2 separate regions of the Mus musculus genome follow, and region 2 is linked to region 1. Evidence: chromatin contacts called from public HiChIP or PLAC-seq data. All regions are on one chromosome and are shown on one strand. The core of a region is the stretch at or near the end of the contact, and the rest is flanking DNA. Distances in the headings are between cores, read along the strand shown. Region 1 overlaps Zdhhc14 (zinc finger, DHHC domain containing 14). Region 2 overlaps Zdhhc14 (zinc finger, DHHC domain containing 14).

Region 1 (4,632 bases), core at 2,058-4,557:
GTATAATGTGTGTGAATGTGTACATGTGTTGTGAGACTGTGTGTGTGGTGAGTGTGTATATGTGTGAGTGTTTATGTGTGTGAGTGTGTATGTGTGTGTGTAGTATGTGTATGAGTGTGTGTGTGTTTGTGTGCAAGTGTGTATATATATGATATGTGTGAATGAGTGAGTGAGTGTGTATATGAGTGTGAATGTGTGTGTGTGACTGACTGTGAGTGTGTATATATGTGTGTGTGAGTGTGTATGTGTATGTATTTGTGTGTTATATGAACATGTTCCAGCTGGCATGGGTACATGCATGCATGTGTGAATATATGGTGGCCAGAGGTCAACACGGAGTGTCTTTTTTGGATCATTCTCTACCTTACTTTTGGGGACAGGGTCTCTCACTGATACTGGAGCTCATCGATTGGGCTATACTGGCACTGGCCAGTGAGTTCTGAGGACCTGCCCATCCCCAAACCCTAACCCCGGGGTTGTGGGTGCTCTTTGCTCCACTCAGCTCTTCTGTAGATGAAGTGCCTCAGGTCCTCCTGCTTGTGTCACTACTGACAGCGCTCTCCGAGTGCCCTGATGTTTCTCTTACCCCTCTATTCCTGTTTGTTTGTTTGTTTAAAAAAAAAAACTCCTGGATTCCATGTATCATCTCCTGGTAAGTTGCTAGATTAGAATTTTATATTGACATAGATGGACACATGTATGTGCACAACTAGTGTATTTATAAATCCAGATGGTCTGAAGGCAATACTGTTTACTCTGTTGGGTTTTTATTGTGCAGACTCCAGAATGGCAGGAGAGGAGGCCCGCCCTGCTCAGGCCCTCCCATTGCTACATCTCTCTCAATGAAGGCAGGAGCCCAAGGAGCAGCTGGATAAACCCCACTCTTCTTATAGACAGTGTTCTGAGTACCCAGTTGCCCCAAACTCCTTGTCTAGGTAACCCTGACTTGCCTTAAATACAAAGGTGCAGGCCTTTGAATGCTGTATGTGTGTGGGTGTCCTTACCCCTGGCACTAAACATAAGCTACACGGAGTAATGAATGGGTAGGGGTGACTGGCATTTGAACATGCAGGCTGAACTGTTTCCATGTAAATTAACAGGGAGCAAAATGGGCAAGAAGAAAGGAAGGCCTGGCCTGAGGTGAATGGGTGGTGCCTAAGAGTCAGAGTCCTGGGTTAGAGTTTGACTTTCTGGTCTGTTATGGAGGATATTTGTCAAGGAGGAAGAAAAAGCCAGACTGTTTCATTTCCTCACCATTGCTACTGCCTTTATGTGGTAAGGGTTGTGGTATAGGGTCCTTTCCTGAACACCTGTCCTAGGTTCCTAGGTGCCACAAATGCTAGGGGCTTAAAGTGTGTGTGTGTGTGTGTGTGTGTGTGTGTGTGTGTGTGTAAAATTAAGCTTAATTCTATCATGGACTTCAGGTCTCTGACCAGTGAATAGCAGCCAAGTCTCAAGTATGGTGGAGTAGAAGGGGTAAATAGAGCCTCCTCTGAATGGCTCTCAGACTGAAGGCCATGACTCCTTTGGGGTTGAACAACCCTCTCATGGTGACCTAAGGCCATTGGAAAACACAGATATTTACATTATGATTCCTAACAGTGGCAAAATCACTTTTATGAAATAGCAATGGAAATAACTTTATGATCAGCACCTTATGAGGAACTGTTTAAAGGTTGGGCAGCATCAGGAAGGTTGGGAACTGCATGTATAATTGAACATAGCAATTGCACAGTCACAGATGACCACCCCGCTCTGTATTCAGTTCACTCCAGCGGTCAGTGTGTCCCACCTGTGCGGAGTTTGTCTCTGCCTTCAATGCCAGCTCCCTCTTCTCCAGTGTCACCTTCGGTTGCCTGATACCTGATCATCATAAGGGACCTGGGCGTGGAGGACAAATTAAGTTCCTACTCGGAATCTGGCTATGTGCTGAGACTAATGAGAGACAAATGGGGAATTTAACGAAGCTTTTGATTTTATGGCTTCGATCATAGGTGCTACAGCGGACAGCTCCTCACAGAGCCCCTCTTCCAGCTGTGTTAGAAGTCATGACCATATTTAAAAAATGAAAATATTTTCATGTATATTAGTAGTTCCCATTAACTATTAAAGGGAGACATTAAAATCTTCACCTGTGTGTGTGCATTAATCAGAATCAAAACCAGGCAAGATGTCCAATTCCCATTTGCGCATTTTTTATTTTATGTTCATTACTGTTTTGCCTGCCTGTATGTGTGTGTGAGGGTGTCAGATGCCCTGGAATTGGTGGCACAGAGAGTCGTGAGCTGCCATATGAGTGCTGGGAATTGAACCAGGGTCCTCTGGAAGAACAGCCAGTGCTCTTAACCACCGAGCCATCTCTCCAGCCCCGCCCATCTGGTTTTAAAGGAGAAAAGTGGTACCCAGAGAAGTACAGTGGCCTGCCTAAGGCCACACACTGACAATGAGGCAGGGCAGCCGAGAAAGTGACCTGAAACATAGTTGGTATTTCCTGACACTTGAGCCTTAGGCTGTCACCGAAGTTTCTCGGTTGATGGCTACACTTCAGTGTGAAGGAAGATGCATTTCCTGGGGTGTGCAGTTAGGCTGACAAAGAATTGACAGGGTTGATAAGCACTCTTGACTCATGAAAAATTTTGGTCCATTAAATACATTCATTTCCTACCCATCATAGGTTTACCTGAATATAAGATAAAAACAGAAGAGAAAGAAAGATGTGTAATATATCATGGATAGTGTGCTCTCTATTGTGTCTCTACTTCCACTTCTTGGCATTCACTTTGCTTGTTGGATTCAGTGTCTGGGGACATGAACTAGTCTTTCTCTGAGCAGGATCAGATGACACTATGCACTGGCTAGTTTTGTGTCAACTTAACGCAGCTGGAGTTATCACAGAAAAAGGAGCTTCAGTTGAGGAAATGCCTCCATGAGATCCAGCTGTAAGGCATTTCCTCAATTAATGATCAAGGGTTTCAGGCCCCTTGTGGGTGGGACCATCTCTGGGCTGGTAGTCTTGGTTCTATAAGAGAGCAGACTGAGCAAGCCAGGGGAAGCAAGCCAGTAAAGAACATCCCTCCATGGCCTCTGCATCAGCTCCTGCTTCCTGACCTGCTTGAGTTCCAGTCCTGACTTCCTTGGTGATGAACAACAGTATGGAAGTGTAAGCCGAATAAACCCTTTCCTCCCCAACTTGCTTCTTGGTCATGATGTTTGTGCAGGAATAGAAACCCTCACTAAGACACGCTAATTTCCCTCTGACTCATCACTGATGGTAAAATTCATTCAGAAAGTCTGGAACCTGAGCAAGCCACTGTGCTGGTCAGCCTACACCCCAGCAGCCAAGGGCTTTGAAGGCAGGCTATACAGGAACTTGTACAGGAACTTCCTGCCTTTTAAGCTTATGACCTTGAACTGTTGTAATTTCTGTGAGTTATGTTCTTACCTTAAAGTGAGGGCCATACTGACACATAATGACGAAGATGCTTTGAGGACTAACTGAGCTTTGAACACCCAAAGCTCTTGACAGCTTCGAGCAGGTCATGAGAAATTAATGAACATGATGTCGCTATAGACACAGCCCTATTTTCTGTCTGATTAGAAGGCTATGCTAGATACTGAGGTGAGATTAAGTAAGTTATCAATTTATAGTAGTTCTCAAACCAAACTAATTTGCAGATTTTTCCATAAGAGTCTTGGTCTTACCTAATTGTGCTTTGGAGACACATATGGTAGCAACTTGGGTAAATATTTATAAATGTTAGCAAACATGGTTTTGAAGAGGGTTGGTTTGGAATCTATGCAACATGTTGAGCTAGGAATTAATAAAGAACTGTAGGGCTGGTGAGGGGTCTCGGTGATTAAGAACATTTACTGTGCTTGTTGAGGATCTGACTTTGGTTCCCCACGCTCATTCGAGGTGTCTGATACCACCTGTAACTCCAGCTCCAAGGAATCTAATGCCCTCTGCTGGGTTCCACAGATACTGCATGCACGTGCACATACACACACACACACACACACACACACACACACAGCTTCTAAGAAAACTCACATATTTCCGGCAAGTTTGTTGATGCCTTTCGACAACTGGATTTCAGTGTTTGTTTGTTTGCTTGTTTGTTTTTGCTTTGTTTTTTTTGTTTGTTTGTTTTTCGAGACAGGGTTTCTCTGTATAGCCCTGGCTGTCCTGGAACTCACTTTGTAGACCAAGCTGGCCTCGAACTCAGAAATCCACCTGCCTCTGCCTCCTGAGTGCTGGGATTAAAGGCGTGCGCCACCACGCCCGGCTTCAGCGTTCTTCCTTATGTAAGCTGACAAATACTCTCCAAGCAAGACAGATGCACAAAGAGGAACAAACTGCAAATAGCTTCTGCTCCCATATACTGCCCACAGGAATCTTGAGTTAGATCCTTTCAAACCGATGCCTGTAATTGACATTTTCTTTCCTCTTATTTTTAATTTACAGCATCACTTATCTATTCATAGTAAAACATTTCAATTTTTTTGGCTTGTTTTCGAATTTCTCCCCAGAGTGGGAGAACCTTTGATGTGAAAAACCCAGCATTGTGTCTGCCTGTGCTGTAGATGTTGCTGAGCCCCTTGTGGACAGGATCCGACCTGATGTCTGGCTTA
Region 2 (4,135 bases), core at 588-3,087, 150 kb after region 1:
AACCTGAAAGTGCTAACTTCCCAGAAGCCTCCAGGAGACCACAAGACTCAAAGGGTCATCCTTGGCTGTCTGTCCTGCTGTCAAGAGATCGCAGCAGTGTTGTTTGGCTAGATTTAAAGATTTCTGAACTAAAATCAAAAGGCCTACCCTGTGGAAATGGGTCACACGGAGTAAAACCTTGTCCTCTGGAGGCTTCTAGATGCCAATGGCTCCTCATGTGCCTTGCATGCTCTCAGCTTTTGCTGAGAGCCGTTTTCCCTGCCTTCCAGAGGCTCCGTCTCTATGCAGGATTTGCAGAACCAGCCATACCACTGAAGGCAGAGTCTGGCCCAGCATGCTTATCAGCTCCTGGCTTCTGCTCCCACTCCCATTTTCTATACTCAGCTGTCAAGCAGGAAAGTAATTGCTTGAAATAATAGCCTTATAGTCTTGGGGAAAATCTGGCTGGTCCAGATATTTCCCCTGTCTTTTGCATCCTTCATCATGTGGACCTGATGTTGTATAGGTGGTGGACTGATGACTTAGGGGAGATGATGTTTGCTTGTTTAATTTTTTTAAGACATTTTTAGGCTCACAAAAAAAATGGAAAGGAAGGTACAGTTTTCATCTACCCGCCACCCCTATGCACACAGCATCCTTACCAGAGGAAGCATATCTGTTAGGGCTGACAGCTCTGTGTTGACATAATGTCAGAGTCTGTGGCTTACATTAGAGATTAGGGGCCCCCGTGATCTTGAACAAATATCCAGTGGCATAATAGGTATCTATTAGTACCTAGCACAGACTGCCTGCGTAACTCACCGTCCCCTAGCCACAGTGAGGCAGTTTTTATTGAAGGGGTTAGGAGACAGTGTGTGTTAATGTGGAATTCCCAGGGACACACCAATAGTAATCACTGTCCCTAAGTGTCTGCATTTCATGGGTCATCAGCTCTGTCACCAGGCCACTGCGCTTGGAATGTGTCCTGCTGTCCCCTCTTCTTGTTCATGTTGCTTGCAGTCCAGTGTCCCTTCCATTTCCTAGATCATGAACCTTACCCAGGTGTCCTTGTGCCTTTTCAACAATGGCACGTAGGGGTTCATAATCAGTGGCTCCTGAAGCTGACCACCTTGCTCACCTCTGTTATATTTTTTTTATAAAGTCACACTTGGTAGCACAGTCCCTCTATGTTTTCTGAAGCCCAAACAGAGAAAGTATGGAAATTAGGTAGGCAGAAAGCAGAGGAAAGAGCCCGAGTATAAAGCTAAGTTGGATGCTGAACGTCCCCCAGCTCACAGGTGGTCTAAAGGGAGTGGGTGGTCAGTCTGCATGGGAGATTATCTGGATAGAAAGAGGAAGCACTTTGCTCATAAGAGGAAGAACAGACCATAAATGCTTTGCAGACATTGAGTGAATTCCCCAAAAATGAGAAGCCTTGGTCTTCCACTTTGGCACAGTGGAGTAATGGCGTGCAGTGCCCAAACATAGCTTGCTGCCATTAGGAAAGACCACAGGCAGTGTATATGCTAGATGAAGCATCTCCAAAGGGCTGGTCTCAGGGCTAATTGTTCTGATGCTCAACTGGCTGCCTCTGCACACACTCTCCCATCTCTTCATGCCTCGCTTTGCTTGTCTCTAAGATAGCATAGCGACATCATTTCCTGATAGGAATGTATTAATGTACGTGACTAGTTTGAGTTAAGGGACGATAACTGGAGTGGGAAAACAAAGGGTTGTCCTCCTGTCCTGCCCGAGGCCCATTCAGACTCTTTCTGTGACCATTTACTGTGTCCCGGGCCACCCAATGACATAGCCAGCGCCAGCCCCAGCCCCAGCCCCAGCCCTGCCCAGTCCTTGTCATCAGATAGTGTTGGCACCATTTAAGGGAAGATTGTTCTGTGAACACAGAGGTTCTTTGTGAGGAAGAATCAAGTCTTTACTTCTGAGTTTGAGAATGTATGCTACTGTTTCTTTCAGTAACCATTTGAGAGGAATTCACATCTGGTGTTTCAAACCACCTGTGTTCTGTTGAAAGACTAACTATGCTCCTGAAATGTTTCAGTGTTAGTAAGGTCCTCTCGGAGTTGTCCATTTGGAAATACATAATCCGATATTGTTCTGCTATATTATTGGAGTATCTTGGGAGGGAGGGGCTCCCTGGAGTAAACAGATATCTTATTAATTAAATTCCATTTTTCTTTTCTCTGCCTCTCATTTCAGAACAGTTTGATCACCACTGTCCCTGGGTAGGCAACTGTGTGGGGAAAAGAAACTACAGATTTTTTTATATGTTTATTTTATCCCTGTCCTTTCTGACAGTCTTTATATTTGCATTCGTTATCACACACGTCATCCATCGTAAGTATGCCTGGCGGAACAGGTGACGTATGTAATCATTTGCCTGACCTTGGCTTTTCTCATGTGATTCTGAGTTACTGTTTCTGACCATTCTGGCTTTCTCCCCACCCCCCAGCCCCTCCTCCCTTCCAGTCTACTCACTCTGGGCTTCTCTTTCTCCATCCCTCTCCATCCCCCCCATTCCTAAACCCCATCCCTCCAATGGCAGTTTCCAGACGATACCTGGACCAGGTCCCACTTATGCTAACAAGGCATCACACTGACATGCCTGCCCTCTCCCACTTCAGTGATGTCTGCGGGGGGGGGGGGTGTCCCCTGAAAGGTTCACCACTCCGTTTTGTACAGACATAATGAAAACTACCGAATAGCTGAATCTGCTCCTGAATGACCCGTGGTTTAAAAATATACATCCCTAGAGGAAGGATATGTCATGGTATCGACTGACCCATGGTTTAAAAATATACATCCCTAGAGGAAGAATATGGCTGAGGACAGATACTGGGTTTTCTCCTCCACACATTATATATGTTCAAAATATACATCCAATGAGATCCTCAATTTCCTGCCACAGTATGTACAGTCTCTGATGAATAAGGAATGTGGCTTTTTTTTTTTAAGTTAGATTTGAGGGTAAGTGATTTTAACCTATTTGCATAAGAATGCAGCTTTTTTTTTTTCCCTCATTCTCCATTGTGAAGTTCATACTGAGCTTCTTTGTCTCCAAGTTATTCCCTTTCCTACAACTGGGGATGCTGAGAAGGAAGTTAATTGGTATTGAGCTACAAATCTAGACCTTTAAACTTCCATTAGAGTGTCACTGCCCACATTAGCTAGCAGTTCTGCCTCTCAGCCATTCCCAAAGTAAAGAACCCATTAGCAAGCACACAGCCTTGCTCTGGCGTGTTTCTGGAAGTATCTAAACAGAGCGGCTCTATTGTCTTCCCCTGCTGCTGTGGATCTTATGAATGGAGCAGGCTAAGGCTCTGTAGATTCCATTTCCCTCTCCTCCTGTTCGGGTGGAGTCCAGGGATGGACTAGGGAAGTAGGGGTCCAGAATGGTTCCCAGCGGTCTCCAAGCAGCAGTCAAGTGCAGCCATCAGCTACCCAAAGGACTCGCAACTCTTCTCATCTCCAGGCATTTCTGATGCAATTCTCTTGTCCGGACGGGACACAAACCGGGAATACATGCCTGAGAGTCTAAGTCAGTGGGTTTGTGGAAGAAGCTTGGTACTCATCGGAGTCTTCTTCCATGCCTGTTGGAGCTGGTGCCAAGGTGGCTTTGCAGAGAGCCCCCTTTCTTGGGGCTTTTTGAATCCCCAAATGGCAAAAGCAGAGCTGGTCTGTAGGTTCATGCACAAAAGTAGCAGAGAAAAAGCCAAGGGTGTTAGGTGTTGTCTTGAAGGAAGTGATTGTGCACCTGGGCATACTCTGCACATACATGATACTCAGAAATAGTATTTTATTTTTGCCTTACATTCTTTTATAAATTTTATAAACTTTCTTATGAAAAAAAAAACTTGCAGATAAAAAAAAATCATGTGCAAAATTAACCAGGGTCCAAACCCTGTGCCGCACCATGAATCTGCACATGGTTGAAATAGGCACGACTTACAATCTCACATCCTTCAGGAAAGCTCAGGCAGCTTCCGGTTCACGCTATCAGGTTGCATTCCGAGCCTCACCAGAGCTTTCCGCCTGCTTTTCCCTTGCTCAATCTTGTATATAAACACCAGGAAAACATATGCACACTTGTGCAGTTCCTCACACACGCGTACACACTCATAAACCTCACAAGCTT

The links. HiChIP or PLAC-seq counts read pairs in DNA pulled down with a chosen protein or histone mark.
Region 2: a contact with region 1 is called in an H3K4me3 HiChIP or PLAC-seq map of bone marrow-derived macrophages, with 6 times the contacts expected there. The contact joins two enhancer-like sites. A contact is called at or near these places in 1 of 15 datasets of contacts at CTCF or cohesin (large pre-B cells), 3 of 484 Hi-C or Micro-C datasets (bone marrow-derived macrophages and nephron progenitors), 4 of 115 datasets of contacts at active chromatin or transcription factors (the 230-238 cell line, bone marrow-derived macrophages, embryonic stem cells and 1 more) and 2 of 9 other capture datasets (bone marrow-derived macrophages and embryonic stem cells).

What each region holds. Positions count from the first base shown.
Region 1 is chr17:5,557,059-5,561,690 of GRCm38.p6, forward strand. All of the region lies in intron 1 of Zdhhc14 (zinc finger, DHHC domain containing 14), which reads left to right. Among named protein-coding and RNA genes, the nearest start is that of Gm52305, 32 kb to the left of the region's middle. Within about 2 kb of position 3,308, at least 3 of the 459 cell types and tissues checked have an H3K27ac peak or open chromatin away from gene starts, as enhancers often do. A contact at or near this core is called in bone marrow-derived macrophages, where this site is marked.
Region 2 is chr17:5,710,189-5,714,323 of GRCm38.p6, forward strand. Zdhhc14 (zinc finger, DHHC domain containing 14) reads left to right here. Exons shown (of 9, transcript NM_146073.3): 4 at 2,200-2,337. Among named protein-coding and RNA genes, the nearest start is that of Gm41519, 58 kb to the right of the region's middle. Within about 2 kb of position 1,838, at least 31 of the 459 cell types and tissues checked have an H3K27ac peak or open chromatin away from gene starts, as enhancers often do. A contact at or near this core is called in bone marrow-derived macrophages, where this site is marked.